Linked DNA regions of Capra hircus: region 2 is linked to region 1. The links are chromatin contacts, called in public Hi-C maps. All regions are on one chromosome and are shown on one strand. The core of a region is the stretch at or near the end of the contact, and the rest is flanking DNA. Distances in the headings are between cores, read along the strand shown. Region 1 has its middle 7.3 kb from the start of MRPS23. Region 2 has its middle 21 kb from the start of DYNLL2.

Region 1 (4,758 bases), core at 961-3,460:
AGGCCTCGACACGGCCAACTGTGCCCGTCTGTGCCAGCTGTAGGGGCCAGGCCACCCTGGTGACTTCCCTACATTCTGCCCACATCTTTGTAATTAGTGCCCAGGAGTTTGTCTGTCTGCAAGAAAGAAAGAGCATTTCCAGTGGCAGAACAGCTTTGGCAAGTCGATGAAATCCTGAACACTGCTGCTCACCTTTGGTGGGGGGCCAGGGTCAGGGAGCAGTTAGCTGTTGCTTTGAGAGAGGAGGCAAGCAAGGACATACATTCAATCCACAGGGCAGGGCCCAGGAAGGTGAAGCGCATGGAGGCGGGGGGTCCTCAAGGAAGCAGCAGGAGGGTCCCTTCTCACCTCCTGGCCCAAACCCTCCCCAATTCGAGGTCCATGCCTCCACTTCCTCTCACAGTCAGCCGGGAAGGTGTGTCAGCCCAGCACACACTCCGCCGGACTGATGTGTCCCCGGGGCCTGTCCACTCCCTCAGCTTATCGCTCCCATATGGCCGGCCTGGTGTCGTAACACTGCTTGTCTGAGTCTGGGCCTCTTTGAAGCAGCAACCAGGATGCTTATCTCTGCCTCCTGACACCCAGCCTGGTGCTGAGCCTAGAGCTGACTCTTTGAAAGAATTTCCTCGTTGAACAGCACCGAGAAATAAAACCAAGATAGGGCAAATGAGGATGCAGTGATCTCAGCGCTCCTCGCCGGAGGCCTTCCCTGGGTCCACCCATGGGGAGAAAGCTGTGGTTCAGTGGAAGCAGTCCTCCACCCCATCATGCCCTGGCTCACTTCCAGTCCTGGCTGTCTTCTGTGCCTCACTGACAGATCCCTTTTACAAACCTCTGGGCCTCAGCTTTGTCATCTGTGAAATGGGCAACATCATAGCACCCACCACATAGCCTTGTTGTAAGGAGTCAGGGCACTCCCTTTAAGCACTGCAAAGTGCTTAAAACCATGCCCGGTATATAGTAATTGCTCAACAAATAGGAGTAATGATGATAATGACTTCTGACCATTCCATGCCTAAGAGCAATAAATCACAACTTATTCAGTCGTGTGTGTGTTAGTTGCTAAGTTGCGTCTGACTCTGCGACTGCATGGACTGCAGTCCACGAGGCTCCTCTGTCCACGGGATTCTCCAGGCAAGAATACGAGTGGGTCGCCATGCCCTCCTGCAGGGGATCTCCCCAACCCTGGGTCTCCCGCAATGCTGGCAGATTCTTTACCATCTGAGCCATCACGGAGCACACCTAACAGTTTTCAAGGCATTTTCACATGGCTGCCCATTCAATGCTTCAGCAAACAGCAGCTTTATCCCCAAGAATAATCCAGTTCAGGCAAAGGAGAGAGAAGCACTTTATGCCTACCTGCCCTGGGAGGTCTCACAGTATCACCGTGGCTCCTCTGGTAGCCAAGGAAATAGGAGCCAGTTAGTCCTGACCTCTGGTTATCAAAATTAAAGGGCAGTTGGAATCACCCTATGGGGTTTTCTCAGCAGAAGATGAGACCCTTGAAAGCACACATTTCAGGGCTGGTATGGGCCCTTCTTTTCTTGGGGAAAGCAGAGCCCTCCATCTTTAATGTGCCCTTGAAGCTCCTAGAATTCTTAGAAAATGCAGATTCTGACTCAGTAGGTCTGGAGTGATGCCTGAAACTCTGCAATCCTAACAGACTTCCAGGCTGACACCGAGGCTGCTGGTCTGCAGATAAGAGCCATAAACTTGTCCAAGCTTGCCCCAGACTTTCCTGGTTTAGCACTGAAAGTTTTACATCGGAGGAAACCACTCATTCCTGGAAAACCAGAACAGTTGGTCACCGTATCCACAGACCACACTTTGAATGGCAAGATCAGAGCAAGGCAGGCTTGTGCTGAGTTTGTATTGAGCTCCACCAGTACTTCTTGCAGAGTGCCTGGAATAATCCTCCTGGATTGATTTTTTTTTTTTAATTGTGACTCTATAGAAATGACAGGCAGCGTAGATGGTAGTTTTGTGGGGCCTGAAGCTTATATAATCTTAGTGACCCTTTTGAGAAAAAAAAAAGAGTACAAAAATATCTTTGCAAATTTTACCAAACATAAGACCATGTGAACAGAGTAAACATCCTCTGTCTGTTTGGCTTGAGGAAAAAACAGGTGCTGAGGTCTCCCTTCTGGGATGGCGGTGGTCTGGCCTTGCAGTGACCAGCAACCGCCACTTCTGAGAGACAGCCACCAGGTGGCAGTAGACCCACACAGCCCCCTCAACACCCCACCTCCCCACTACCAGCTCCAGAAACATCCACACCTTCCTCCAGCTGGCCCAGCGAGCCAGGCCAACAAATATCAGTCTAAGGCTGTGATACTGGACAAAAGGGGCGCAGCGCTTCTCCCTCAGCAGCACATCTGCCGTTTGACGGAAATGCTAAGATATTGTTTCTGTTACTAAAACCAGACAAAGGATGCTAATAGCTGACTTTCGGGCATGCTGTCGGAAAGGCTTTGAAGCAGGTGGACCTTTCTGGGCTCTACAGACTGCATTTATGCAAGGGTTCTAAGTCTTACCACCTGTTCCCCCACCCGAGTGTATCACCTAGTGTTCAGGCACCAGCTCGGAGTTCCGCTGAAAGTGAAATCCACTCAGTTGTGTCTGACTCCTTGTGACCCCATAGACTATACAGTCCATGGGATTCTCCAGGCCAGAATACTGGAATGCGTAGCCATTCCCTTCTCCAGGGGATCTTCCCGACCCAGGGATTGAACCCAGGTCTCCCGCATTGCGGGCAGATTCTTTACCAGCTGGGCCCCCGGGGAAGCTGCCTGGGTTCACATTCTGGTAGTACCACTTACTAAGGACCTGATCTTCTCTGTGCTCCAGCTTCCTGATCTGGGAAATGGAAGTATTAATACTGACTCCATAGCATAGTTGCGTGATAAAATAATGTGAACAAAGCACCCCAAAAAAGTGACTGACATAGAGTAAGCAGCTCTCAGCATCTTCATTTCATATCATGCCTGTCTTCTTCAAACCAAGTTCTCTTGTGTTTCGTGCAGCCTCAACCCTCTAGCCGGTGCCTCGGGACACTAGAGAGGGGCTTCCCTGGCAGCTCAGTGGTAAAGAATCCACCTGCCGATGCAGGAGACGTGGATTCAATCCCTGGTCTGAGAAGATCCCACGTGCCTTGGAGCAACTAAGTCTGGGCGCCACTCTACTGCGCTTTAGAGCCTGGGAGCCGTGACTCCTGAGCCCAGCGTGCCACAACTGCTGAGGCCCGTGCACCCTAGAGCTCACGCCCTGCAATGAGCAGCTCATGCACCGCGCCTAGAGAGTGGCTCCCGCTCACGGAAACTAGAGAAAACCCTGCACAACAGCGGAGACCCAGCGCAGCCAGAAATAAACACGTGAGCCCAGCGGGAGGCTGAGACCCCGCTGTGCTCATCAACAGCCTAGCTCCTCTGGACACAGCACTCCCTAGTCCCATGAGCTCCTCTCAAGCTGGGACTGAGCCCCGAGGACAGCAAAGCATAAAAAGTGGGAGGGGCTCTGGTTGGACCAAAGTCCAGATAGTCGGATTCATTTTTGCAGAAGATAAATCTGCAGGTATCACCTTGTGGACCCCAAGAGCCCAGAACCCACAGATGAGCGGAACGGGAAGGTAGATGGCTGGGGCAGTCACCTGGCCCAGCTGGACGCCTTCCTAGGTGCTCTAGATACCGTTCAGCCAGGAGGAACTCGTGCAGCCGGGGCTTCCTCTTCTGCACCCCTGCAGGGCCTGGTAAGCTTTCTTTGCCTTTGTTGGCAAAGTGATGTCTCTGCTTTCTAATATGCTGTCTAGATTTGTCATAACTTTCCTTCCACAGAGCAAGTGTCTTTTAGTTTCCTCTTGGTTTGCTGAGGTCCAGACTCAACTTCCCAGGTGGCACAGTGGTCAAGAGTCCCTCTGCCAATGCAGGAGATGCAAGAGACGAGGGTTTGACCCCTGGGTCAAGAAGATCCCCTGGAGCAGGAAATGGCAACCCGCTCTAGTACTCTTGCCTGGAAAATTCCATGGACAGAGGAGCCTGGCAGGCTACAGTCCACAGAATCACAGAGTAGGACGCAGCTGAGCACACAAACTCCAGGTCTGTCTGGGGCATCAGCGGGTATGTCCATCTAGGAGACCAACTTCATCTACCTGGGCCGGGGGTAGGGCAGGGGTCCGAGCAGAATCTTTTCTTAGGGGAGGCAGGAGGGAACTGCATTATTGTTTATCCCGAAGAAAGGCCACTGTACTCCAATACAGCACTGGAAGAGACTTGGCCCGGGTGACTTCGAGCCCAGAATCGAGATACGTGTGGTTGAAGCCACAAGGAGGCCCACCGCTCAATACCAGGAAGAACTTTTCAACCTTGAGAACTGCTCTGTCTGAAAAGGGCACCAGCTCCCTCCTTGGGCAGTGAGCTCCCTGGCCCGGAAGGCAGTAGGGAGAAAGCCAGAGAGATTTGAACTGGAAGATCTCTGTGGGCCCTTTGAAGTCTGAGACTGCACATTCCCACAGCCCCAGGCAGCTGATACTCTGGCAGCTTTCTGTTTATTTAGGGAGGTGATCGGCTGGAGCTTCTGCAACAGACTGTCAGCAAGCGGTTTACCTTCTCAGGCAGACAGGAAAGCGGGCCGCCCAGCAGGCGGGCGAGGCTGTGGTGCAACACGGGTGTCACTGGGCCCCTGCGAGGCCGCACCCCGGGCCTGTGTTAGCTGCAGGTGCACCAGGCCGGCGGCCCTGGGGTGCGGAGTGCCCAAGGATGCGGG
Region 2 (4,775 bases), core at 1,356-3,855, 240 kb after region 1:
ACATGGGAATAATGTAGGATTTTTATTCTGTTGCATTTATATATTTGTTTGACATGTCAACAACATTAATTATCATAGATTAAAAAAATATTTTATTATCCACTAGAGAGAGTTACTTGTCATTATTCTTATTCAGAATATTTTTAGGTGTTTCGCTTGCTTAAATTTTTCTATTGTTTCAGTTGAATTTTTATTTTATATTGGGGTATAGTTGATTTACAATATTGTGCTAGCTTCAGATGGACAACAAAGTTGTCAGTTATACATACACATATATCCATTCTTTTTCAGGTTCTTTTCCCATATAGGTGATTACAGAATATATATATTTATGTATGTGTGTGTATATACATATCTACATATACATACACATTTGCCAAGGGGCATGTGGGCTCTTAGTTCCCGATCAGAAAGCAAACCTGTGCCCCTTGCGGTGGAAGCACAGAGTCCCAACCTCTGGATCGCCAGGCAAGTTGCAGATTATTACAGAATGTTGAGCAGAATTCCCTCTGCTATAAAGTAGGTCCTTATTGGTTATTTCATACGTATTAGTGCGTGTATGTCAATCCCAAACTCCTAATTTATCCTCCCCCTACCTTTCCCCTTTAGTGACCGTCAGTTAGTTTTCTTTATCTGTGAGTCTCTTTCTGCTTTAATGTGTATCAGTTTTTTTAGATTTCACATATAAGTGATATCATATGATATTTGCTTTTCTCTGTCTGACTTGCTTCACTTAGTTTGATAATATCTAAGGCAACTTTAAAAGAATGTCTGTTAACCGATGTATGGATGAAGGAAAGTGGTATATCCACACTGTGCACTTTTTTTGGCCATAAAAAGCAATGGAAGCAATGGCATATGTATTCACGTGTATAACATGGATGAACCTTGAAGATGTTACGCTAAGTGAAAGAGGTTGGATCCAAAGGCCACATAAAACCCGTGAGATAACAGAAGTTTATTGCTTATGCCAGTAAATTTTGAAGTAATTTGTTACATAGCAATAGCTAATGAGAGCTTCCCTGGTGGCTCAGATGGTAAAGAACCCGCTTGCAATGCAGATTCCTGGGTGGAGAAGATCCCCTGGAGAAGGGCATGGCTACCCACTGCAGTATTCTTGCCTGGAGAATTCCATGGAAAGAGGAGCCTGGCGGGCTACAGTCCATGGGGTGGCAGAGTTGGACACAACTGAGCAACTAACACAAACACAACACAATAGCTAATGAATGCAGTGAGTTTGTAAGGATTCGTGTGAATAGGGGAATATATGTGAGATGTTTAACATGTAGAAGGGCCGCCGTGATAAATGGTGGCTAGTGTGAGTGGGAAAGCTGGCCTCCAGTTCCAGTGGTGGTCTCTTGTGGGCAACCAGGGAAGAGGAGAAGGGTGGACCCAGGGGAAAGGCCCCAGCACTTGCCTGTGCTGGGCAGAGCCCCCTCAAGTCACTCTCACCCTCTGGCTGCCCCGGAGTAAGAGGACACAGATACATACATAGTCCCTCACCCCTTTAACTGTATTTACCTCCCTTAGGGTGTTATCACTTTGTCTGTTGTATAAATGTAAATACTAGTTATATACTGTATAACTAGCACATCGCTAATAGTTGCATATATAACTAATATATGCCAGCTATGTAAATACTCCTTAGTATTCATATGCCCGAGAGCAGAGCCTTGTCTCGTTTACTTCTGCACATCTAACACAGTGCTCTGCATGCAGCAGACGCTCAGTGCAGATCTGAGAAAAGGACACATGGATAATAATGTGGGGGATAACTGTTGAACGAGAGAAGAGTGGCCCACGTATATTGACCCAGCTCACTTCTAGGATCCATCAGAAAGGAGTGTGAAGGAGAAAGCCATATGTCCAAGGATGGTTGTTTGCAGCCTTGCTCGAAATGGTCAGGAAGGAAAACTTGGAAATAACCTGTCAATCCTCAAGGGAGTGGGTGAGCAAATTGTGTCCCGTCCATATTCTGCAATGTCATGTAGCTCTTCAAAGAGGATGAGCTGAGAGTCTATCCGTTGACCTGAAAGTTTAAGATGATATTAGGGGAGATAAGCAAGTGGCATGATCCTGTGTTGTCAAACAATGACCAAAGCACCCTCTAAGCAGGATGTGTGTGTTTGGATATGGCTGTGTGAGTATGGCGACGTGGGTAGAGAATCACTTTGAGCAGCTAGTATTGGGGAGATGAGGAAGAGATTAATCACTTATTCTTTTTTAGGGGGATATTATACAGCTGTCTCATTGAATGCCATCAGCGGAAGTTATTTTTGTGATTTTTGAAGAGGTTAGTAAAATTCTAAAGGAAACCAACAATAAGATCTTGGACCTAACTCTTGCCACCTTCATTTGCCTGGAGGTGAATCCCAGTTGTTTTATTAGTGAGTCAGGTGAGAGGAACGTGGATCCACTTCACCCTATTTTTAAGGTCCACCACCCTGTTGCCTTCCTGACTAAACCAGGTGAGAGCTACCAAGCTTCTACCGGGACCCTCTTCTTAGCCTCAAAGCAAGCGCTCCCTGTCCCTGCACCCACAGGCAGGGAAGGGCTGGGAAGGAGAGAAGGGGTTGCCTCCCCGTGGCCCTGCATCTGGCCTGGGAGTGAACTCTTGCCTGTTCTCTAGGGAGAGAGCTCCTTCCCAACCAGAGAATAAAAGATATCCGTGGCTATGGCCCCAGCTTTGAGGGCAGGAAGTGTGGAAGTCAGGTCTAACCTGACTGTGCACAATCCTTTTAAAGGGAAAAATACTCCCAGGAACTCTGTGTTGACAAGTTAATGTCATTATAATATTACTTAAGCAGGTAGAAGCATGAAACTCGGTATAATCGTATGCTTATAGCTCTTATGTGATTATGAAACCAAAAGCAAATTTACAAATTAAATACAAACAGAATTACAAAATTTCTAAAATTCAAATGAGTGACACTAATGTTATTTTTTTCTTTCTACATCCAAGTCGCACTTTCCGACAGACACTAATACCCACCAGCCGCAGCACGGGGCGGCACGCCCGGGGGTGTGCCAGGCAGCTCACTCACTCCTCCCCAGCCTTGTTTTGATTTAAAGCCCTATAAATCTCCCTTCTAACAATGTATCTTGGAACCATTTGACTTTCACGTGGTATGAGTGCATAATTTAGGTATTAGGTCTCTCTTTTTTTCTCTCCCGTTGGCTCTGAATAATTAAAGTGGCTGGAGCCATCGGAAAATATGAACAAGGACACTGAGATTGGGAGGCAGCTATTAGTTTTAAAGTGCCCATTCATTAAAAAAAAAAAGCTTTTGTGACAATATGAATAGCCCTTGAAGGCACTGTGCTAAGTGAAATGTCAGACAGAGAAAAACAAATATTGTGTGAGCTCACTTATATGTGGGATCTAAAAACATTGAACTCAAAGAAACAGAGTAGAATGAAGCTGGCCAAGGGCTAGGGGGGTGGGGAAGATGGGGAGATGTTGGTTAGAGGGTACGAACTTCCAAATAAAGACAAGTAAGTTCCAGGGGTCTAAGGTGCAGCGCAGTGACTATAGTTGACAACACCGTCTTGTATGGTTAAAAGTTGCTATGACAATGAAGCTTTAATGTTCTCCCCATAACAACAACACACTGGTAACCATGTGAGGTGGAAGACTAACCTTACTGCGGTAAACATTTCACAATATATAATGGTATCAGGTCATCACATTGTGCATCTTAAACTCACACAAGGTTGTGTTTTAAAAATAATTTCATTTGTTTACTTATGGCTGTGCTGGGTCTTCGTTGCCGCACGGGCTTTGCTCTGGTTGTGGAGAGCAGAGGCTACTGCAGCTGTACGCAGGCTTCTCACTGCGATGTCTCCTCTTGCTGTGGGGTGTGGGCTCTTGACATGTGGGCTCTGGGGCACAGGTGCAGTAGTTGTGGCACACGGGCTTAGTTACCCCACGGCATGTGGGATCCTGCTGGACCAGGGGTCGAACCTGTGTCTCCTGTATTGGCAGGCGGATTCTTCACCGGTCAGCCACCCAGGAAACCCTAAACTCACACAATGTTATGTCAATTATATCTCAGTAAAGCTGGGAAGAAAGTTAACAATGAAAAAAGTGAACGTTATTCCAGTGAATTCTTGTACTGGCAAGAACATCCCCTGCTGATGAAGGGTAGACTCAGAGACTAGGGATCTCAGTTTCGCATCTGACCCTCAATAGTGATGTGTCCTTGGGCAGACAACCTCGCTGAGCCTCAGTTTCCTCATCTGTAAAACTGTAATAGTAATACATACTCCTCATGGTTCCTCTGAGGATTAAAATAAATGAAAGAGTGCATAGGAAAGTGCTTGACAACATGTCAAGATCAATAGAGATAGTTTACAAACATTATTCTTAGGAGCAGGGCTCAATGTGCTTTTTGAAAAAAAGTTTTATTTATTTATTTGGCTGCCCTGGGTCTTAGTTGCGGCATGTGGGATTTAGTTCTCTGACCGGGGATAGAAGTGGAGTACCCTGCATTGGGAGCACAGGGTCTTGGCCACTAGACCACCAGGGAAATCCCTCAAAGTGCTTTGAAGACACTTGTGACTTGGCCAGGTTCCTTGTGTCAGCCTCAGTTTTTCCATCTGTAAAGTGGGGATAAAAAAGTATTGCTTAATGGAGTAAGGGATGGTGTGGGCAAAAGCACTTCATCTACTAACTCAGTAGATGTTTCGTGAGAACCTGCTTTATGTCAGGCACATTATTTTCTTCTCATTTCTCTCTGGGCATCATTTTGTATCCAGAAATTGTAGTTTTGGAC

What was found. Hi-C and Micro-C count contacts between places; a contact is called where the count stands out from the background.
Region 2: a contact with region 1 is called in a Hi-C map of liver, with 4 times the contacts expected there. The contact joins two enhancer-like sites. A contact is called at or near these places in 2 of 5 Hi-C or Micro-C datasets (blood and liver).

The regions. Positions count from the first base shown.
Region 1 is chr19:8,269,946-8,274,703 of ARS1.2, forward strand. No RefSeq gene overlaps it. Among named protein-coding and RNA genes, the nearest start is that of MRPS23, 7.3 kb to the left of the region's middle. Within about 2 kb of position 2,211, at least 2 of the 5 cell types and tissues checked have an H3K27ac peak or open chromatin away from gene starts, as enhancers often do.
Region 2 is chr19:8,508,231-8,513,005 of ARS1.2, forward strand. No RefSeq gene overlaps it. Among named protein-coding and RNA genes, the nearest start is that of DYNLL2, 21 kb to the left of the region's middle. Within about 2 kb of position 2,606, at least 1 of the 5 cell types and tissues checked has an H3K27ac peak or open chromatin away from gene starts, as enhancers often do.